Linked DNA regions of Capra hircus: region 2 is linked to region 1. A link is a contact called in public Hi-C data. All regions are on one chromosome and are shown on one strand. The core of a region is the stretch at or near the end of the contact, and the rest is flanking DNA. Distances in the headings are between cores, read along the strand shown. Region 1 holds the start of CEP89 (centrosomal protein of 89 kDa). Region 2 holds the start of WDR88 (WD repeat-containing protein 88).

The links. A called contact is a pair of places that touch in the nucleus more often than the background predicts.
Region 2: a contact with region 1 is called in a Hi-C map of blood, with 2.6 times the contacts expected there. The contact joins the promoter of WDR88 here to the promoter of CEP89 in region 1.

What each region holds. Positions count from the first base shown.
Region 1 is chr18:44,454,707-44,458,320 of ARS1.2, reverse strand. CEP89 (centrosomal protein of 89 kDa) reads left to right here and starts at 1,742. Exons shown (of 19, transcript XM_013971319.2): 1 at 1,742-1,883. The coding sequence starts at 1,845. FAAP24 (Fanconi anemia core complex-associated protein 24) reads right to left here and starts at 1,537. Exons shown (of 5, transcript XM_005692245.2): 1 at 1,459-1,537; 2 at 1,042-1,160; 3 at 782-921; 4 at 472-624. The coding sequence starts at 1,147.
Region 2 is chr18:44,602,056-44,605,966 of ARS1.2, reverse strand. WDR88 (WD repeat-containing protein 88) reads right to left here and starts at 2,272. Exons shown (of 11, transcript XM_005692488.2): 1 at 1,948-2,272. The coding sequence starts at 2,271. It overlaps GPATCH1 (G patch domain-containing protein 1), which reads right to left. Exons shown (of 20, transcript XM_005692246.2): 20 at 3,849-3,911.

The DNA.
Region 1 (3,614 bases), core at 493-2,992:
CAGACAGAATTTCTGATGCTGAACAGAGGATACGGAGGGATGAGGCTAAGGAGCCACTAACTGACAACGTCACCAACTTAAATGCAGAACAGTGCACGAAGGAGTCATCATAGCCTGAGAGGTTAAAATCAGGTCTCCAACTTGTTCACCTTGTTATATGCTTGCCTAGACAGGGCAGTGTTCCTGCCTGGAGAATCCCAGGGACGGCCGTCTCTGGGGTCGCACAGAGTCGGACGACTGAAGTGACGCAGCAGCAGCAGCAGCAGACAGGGCAGCAAGCTCAGCTAGCTGCAGAGGGAGCTTCTGAGCTTAAATTCATCAAAAAGGTTTTAGAAACCAATCCAGAGATGGATAAAGACTGGCTTCATGGATTGTACAGATAATAAGGGCAGGTGTCAGAAAAGGATCCAGGAAGATCAGTCAAAAGTCCTAAACCAGGGCTACTGTGGAGGAGTAGGAATGGGTACTTACCAACTGAATAATGAGGCAGGATGCTTCCATCTGGCTGGCTACTGGAAGCAACACCATCCCAAGATCCAGAACAGTAAACTTCTGTACAGCTGGAAAATACTGTTCACTCATCTGCGTTTTTTCAACTACCACAATCCCTTGAAGTTTATTGGACTTCAAAATTTAAAAAAAAGGAAAGAAACAGGAAACTATTCTGTAACAAAATTCCATTCAAGATAAAGCAGCTATCCAAGGGTGCAATTGCCAATGGTTTTATACAGATTATTCCAAGGGAGGGGGAAGAAGTCCATTTGTTTAACTCAGTACTTACATTTCTAACCCGAACAAGTCTCTTTCTGTAGCCATTTCCTGCCACCAACTCAGCTTCGGTGATATAAAGAATGCAGGATTTGCTAGATAAGTAAAAATCTACCGGTGTCAGGCCATCCTCAAAAACGAGTTTAATTTTCCCTTAAAACACAGAGAAGAAAGTAAGTTCCGTGTTCATTAGATGAAAACACGGCAATAGATGGAACTTTTTAAAAAGCAGGATGAGATGAAAGAGGGCTTGTTCAGAGGGAGCCCACTGACCTTGCATTCCCTGTGCCAGCTGCGAACCGCGCCATTTCTCATTGGCCACAATGTGCCCAAATGGTACATGCATGGGGCCAGTGCCATCAGGGGGGTTGCCTTCCATCAGCGGCCTCGATCTAATGAAGGGAATGCAAGACGGCACTTAAGCAGTTTCTCTAGGACACAGCCCATTTCACTCGAAGCCCGGGCCTCTTTGGCAGGAGCCCGACTGCAGAGTGTTCTTTAAAAGGCTGGATTACAGGCCAAAGTTTAAGAACCAGGAGATTCCTGTCCTGGAAGAAGCGTCCTTTATTTCCGTCACCTGTCTTGCCCCTGAAACCCTGGCTCGGTCCGCGCCGTGGTTTCTTAGTCCAGTCCAGGGCGGGGGCCGAGCTGGCCACCTCGGCACCAGGTCTGGGTTTTCCGCAACATTACCTGCTGAGCGACACATCCGGGGTGCCTCCGGAAAGCCTCGCTACTCTCTCATCTTGCCCGCCCTCCGCCTCCTCCGGCACCGGATAGGCTATAGCCTCAGAGATCGACATCTGATCTGACCAATAAGAGAATGGACAGCGAGGCCCTTGTGAGGATTTGCGTGGTACTCACTGGTTGCCAAGAGCGACGGACGTGAAGTAACCTCCTCTATGATTGGTCGGAGCAAAAGCGGAGCCAATGGCAGACGTAGTTGTTGCGAAGTCCGTAGCTGAGAAAAGGCGTCTGGGGCTAGGCCAACTCGAGGGATTGGCAGACTTTAGGGAGTGGTCCTCACCTCCGATCTTCCGTGCAGTCCAGTAAGGGTCTGGCCATCAACCACAGCAAGGATGCTCCTGGGGTTTCAGAGAGGCCGCAAGAGGAAGTATGTAAGTATATCTGCACCCAGCCTGCGCTCTGGCCCGTGGGGCCAGGAGTTAAGTGGGGAGGAGTTGGGATTTGGGATGGAGGCAAGATAGCGGCTCAACAGAAGGTGGTTTTCCTTTCGAGAAGCCCAGCTGGTTAGTGTTTAGAACATTAATTTTCTATTCTAGTGTCGGCCTCAGTTGATAGGACTCGCCCTGTCTCGCCTGTAACTTTCGCTTGGGTGTCGGGGAGTTCACTCCTGCCGACGCACTACTGTCTAGTTCCTGATGGGATGTCATTCTGGATTCCTCCCTCTGCCACGTACCACGTACACTCCACCATGTGCATCGACTAGCCATCCCGGTTCCTACCCCGTCCTCCAGCATCTACTTGGACTGCTGCAGCAGCTCCCTTTCCCTATGTCCATTCTTCACAAAGCACCCAAAGGGATTCTTTTAAAATGCAGTTCTGATTCGTGCCTAATGCCCTCAAGCCACACACCTGGACGCTCCAGCTCTTTCCATCTTGCTGTCCTTCAGCCTTTACTTTTTCTTCTGCCTGGAATGCTTCCCTCCAAAACTTCTCGTGGAAATTCTTTCACTGCCTGCACACTCTCCCAGGCTCATTCGTTGACCCCTCTTCCTACTAGGGAGCCTGATACCGACAGTTCTTGCGCCCAACCCCCCCCCCCCCCCCCCGTCTATTTATCCTACCAGTGTACTCATTGCTGTCTTTCCCAGTCCTGATTTCTCATTCCGTGGGTCATCATCATAACCACTACTTTCCACCCAAGTCGCCTTCCTCCTGTGTTTCTTTTTCATACTTGCCTGGTGAACCTCCAAACCTGCTTAGATCCAGTTCTTCATAAACTCAGTACTTTAAATGCAAAGAAAGCATTTTGATAAGGGTACTCCTGAACTCCCTTTCAAATTGGAATTCCTAAAGCATGTCTAACTCAGCTTGCTGTTCTTGGCTGTATGACTTGCTGAAGTCATTTTTTTTTTGGGGGGGTGGGGGCCTGTGCTGGGTTTTCTTGCAAGGGCTGAGGACTTCTCTGGTTGTGGCACGGGGGCTTAGTTGCCCTGAGGCATGTGGGACCTTAGTTCCCTACCAGGGATTGAAACTGCTTCCCCTCCATTGGAAGGAGGACTCTCTACCACTGGACCACCAGGGAAGTCCCCTGAAGTCATTTTAGACAGGTGGATGTTGAGAAGCAGTGAAGGGATAGTTAAAGCATATTTTGCCATTGAAATTTTGCTAACTCAGCATGTTTATTGATGTTTTTATTGTGTTACTGAATTCCTGCTGTGTGTGTGTGCCAGATACCCCACAGTTGATTGAGAGCCTGTGGCCACACTGGCTAAAGGGTAGACAAACCCATAAGTCATTCAGCACAAAATGGTAAGGCAAAAAATGCTCTAGCTGTCGGTGCCAGGGAAGGGGCTGCAAAGTCAGCCCGGAGAGTTGACCCAGGCCTTGCTTGGGAGGAATAAGGAAGGAGAATTACAGGTGGAGAAAACAGCGTATACAAAAACCTGACAAAGGATGAATCATCTGTGTGGAAATGGGAAGGCAGTTTTGAGTGCCACAGCATGGAGATACCCTTCCAGTAGCGATGAGGAGGGCCGGCCATTGCTAGGAACCAGCTGACAGCAGCCTCAGCAGCCTTCTGGGACATGAGAGGACATTTCTCTGTCAACAAGAGAGGGGGGCTGCCCACGGGAGTTTTCATGCTGGGTTGAGATAGGACCATC
Region 2 (3,911 bases), core at 1,023-3,522, 150 kb before region 1:
GTCCTTCACTGTTCACCTGAGTCTATCACAACATTGTTAATCAGCTATCAGTTCAGTTCAGTCATTCAGTCATGCCCGACTCTTTGTGACCCTGTGGACTGCAGCACCCCAGGCTTCCCTGTCCATCACCAACTCCCAGAGTTTACTCAAATTCATGTCCATCAAGTCGGTGATGCCAGCCAACCGTCTCACCCTCTGTCATCCCCTTCTCTTTCTGCCCTCATTCTTTCCCAGCATCAGGGTCTTTTCAAATGAGTCAGTTCTTTGCATCAGGTAGCCAAAGTACTAGAGTTTCAGCTTCAACATCAGTTCTTCCAATGCATATTCAGGACTGATTTCCTTTAGGATGGACTGGTTGGATCTCCTTGCAGTCCAAGGGACTCCCAAGAATCTTCTCCAACACCACAGTTCAAAGGCATCAATTCTTTGGCACTCAACTTTCTTTGTAGTGCAACTCTCTAATCTGCTATACCCCAATACAAAATAAAAGGTTAAAAAAAAAAGAACAAGGATGCTGTTTATTAATATGGAAAGAAAAATTGTTAAACCAATTGCAGAAGATGTCTAAGGTACCCTTCCATTTATGTTAAAACAAAAAAGGAAAGGATCAGAATACACTTGTGGGTATGTGCATAAAATACTTCTTTAAGGATATAGAAGGAACTAGAAACATTTGTTGTCTCTGTAGAGGGAAAGGGGGTAGTTGGGGAGGCATGGGTGCTACAGAGACTGTTAACTGAAAAAACAATTGAACAAAACACTTTTTATATCTATTGAATTTGATCTTGAGGATATTCTATGGACAACAGAAGTAAAACACAACTCCTATGACCTTCTCTAATTTTACTTAAAAATCAGAATAACTATCACAAATAAGTTAAACAAAGCACTGGTACAGCCTGTGCTTTCTCTTCAAGCAGACTTCCCCATGGAGATCCCAATGCACCCCTGCAGGGGGTGCTGACGGAGGCAGTCAGCCATTCAACAGATCCAACTGTGGACTTGGCTCCGAGTTCCTCTGACATTGCAGAAACCTCCATTTCAGTTTGACCCCAGGCTTTTCCATCTGTCTGGGGACAGCCTTGCTCCTTCATACAGTTCAGGCATTGGCCACCTGTAGCTTATGTGTCCCTCCAATCTTGCATTGAACTTGACCATCTCTTGCCACATGAACCCTCCATTCTTTCTTCACCCCAGAGACATATCCTTGTCTCCTTCTCTATTTCCCCTACCCCACCCCCAACACCTCTTATATATGTAGGGTTGACCAGAAAGTTCATTCAGCTTTTTCTGTAACTTCTTATGGAAAAACCCAAACAAACTTTCTGGCCAACCCAATGTATCGATTTTTCTGCATCTCCCCTGCATTCCGCCTTACTTTTCTCTCATCCTTATTGTTCCTTTATACTTTTTCTCGGAGAATCCCATGTGCTGGTTTTCTAATTTTCTGTTTCAGTTCTCTGATCTGATTTTTTAAACCTCCGGGGAGGATTTTGGCTTTGAAAATCCTCTTTTTCACCCCCAAGAATTCTCCCTGTCCTGTTCACAGATTATTTCCTCTTCCCAGCCAATAGCCTTCTTTTCTAGCAATGCATTGTCTCTCAACTAGCACTTAGAATACACAATAGTGTTGTCGGGTTTTTATTCCTGTATTTTATTGCTATTTGCGGTTGCTTCTAGTGCTGTTTCCTGGGTGACAGGGCTCTTTCAATCCCCCCAGGGCATGCACTTGGGAGTGTTGCCCTGGGGACATTTGAGGGGCTCAGAGTCCCACAGGGTCTGGGTTGAGTCGGGTCCTCTTTCCCAGCATGGTTTCCTGAGCTGCCCCGCCTCTCCTCCGGTTGCCCCACTGCAGGGGCTTGGTCCTCTAGGTCCCCTTCCTGCACTTGAGCTCTCAGCCACTATTGGGAGCAAGCCACAGCCCCTCCCCTTGGGGGCGGTTCTTACCTTGGAGAGGGGCTCCTGGTCACCCCATAACACCTTCTGGGTCATCCAGGGCATCCAAAGAGTATCGGGTGGTGGCGATTCATCACCTACGGCCAGGGGGTTAAGCGAGGGCAGCAGCCGGCTGCGCCGCACCTGCAGGAGCGATAGCCTGAAGCGGCCACAAGCCCTAACCACATCTACCCAGGGCAGCTTGCTGGACCGGCGATGTGTAACGTCGCGGATATGGAGCAAGGAGAGCGGCAAGTTACTTTTCCGGGGTGTCTCCTTCCCATCCTCGCCGGATTTTTTTGAGGAGCCGGGGGTACCCGGGGACTGGGAGGCCATCTCGGAGCCCAGCCTGGCCACGAACGGTGGCGCCACGCGCCCCCGCCCCCACCTTGGGACCCACGCGCCCTCCCTGCGCCCGGCGATCTCACTGCCTCCTCTCACCCCGCAGCATGGGTTACTCCCAGGAAAATGGGCTTCGAGTTTCTGGGCACAAAAGGAATGAGGCCAAATGTGTGAAACCGTTTGTAGGGGCTCCTGGACAACGCACCTCATGTTCTACAACAGAGAAATGACCCATAAGGTATAGAATGTACCCTGGATTAATTAAGACGCAGCTGGTAGGGGTGGGTACACACAACATATAAGGGCATGAAGGAAGTATGTCATAATGCTAGTGAAAAACCAAAGAACAAAATGTCACCACTTGTCCTGGAGCAGACTCAGTGCTAGAAAATGACTGTGTGAAATTAGAACAAAAGAGCAACGGCGTCATCTCTGGGGTGAAGAAGTGCCTTTCTTCTTTCATTTTTCACAATTCTGATCGTTCTATGATGTTACTTTGATAATGGAAAAAAAACTATTTACTTTTTCATTTTTTAAAAAATATTTACTTTGCTAGTTTTGGCTGCATCAGGTCTTAGTTGCCCCACAGTATGTGGGATCTTAGTTCCCTGACCAGGAATCAAACCCATGTCCCCTGCATTGGAAGGCAGGTTCTCAACCCCTGGACCAGGAGAGAAGTATCCCCTTCTCTCTTCTCTTTTGTGTGTTTGTTTGTTTGTTTTTAACATGGACCATTATTTTAAAGTCTTTATTGAATTTGTTACAATACTGCTTTTTCTTTTTAATGTTTTCTGGTCATGAGGTACATGGGATTTTGACTCCCTGGCCCAGGAATCGAACCCACACCCCCTTGCATTGGAAGGCTAAGTCTTAACCACTGGATGGCCAGGGAAGTCCCCTGCTGCTGCTGCTGCTAAGTCGCTTCAGTCGTGTCCAACTCTGTGCGACCCCATAGATGGCAGCCCACCAGGCTCCCCCATCCCTGGGATTCTCCAGGCAAGAACACTGGAGTGGGTTGCTATTTCCTCCTCCAATGCATGAAAGTGAAAAGTGAAAGTGAAGTCGCTCAGTCATGTCTGATGCGTAGTGACTCCATGGACTGCAGCCCACCAGGCTCCTCCGTCCATGGGATTTTCCAGGCAAGAGTACTGGAGTGGGTGTCATCGCCTTTTCCAGGGAAATCCCCTGCAACAGAGCAGGGACCCAGAGCTACAGTGAAAACACCTGGAGCTTGTGCGATCCCAGATGTGGGCACACACTCTTCCACTCTTGGTCCCAGTGCCTTCCTCAGATACTTTGGTGGCTTCTTCCTGAAGAGGCTGAGGCCACCTGCCCGGATCCTGGGGCTGTGCCGCCCACTGGGCTCCTGGCTCCCAGCACCAACCATGGGAGGGAAGGAACCACACCCCCCAGGAAAACAAGAATGGGAAAGCGACCTCCCTGCTCCCATACGATTCCTTAGGTAAGTCAGACTCTCCTTATCTGAACCTAGCTTTCTTTACCACAAAACCAGAGAAAAGCCTTCACTTTTCATTTCTTTTTAAAAAGTTTCAGGGAATGAAAATCAAGAAGAAAATAGAAAAACACCATTTTAATTAAACTGTACAGTCTGAATTTCTTTCTCTGACACTAAC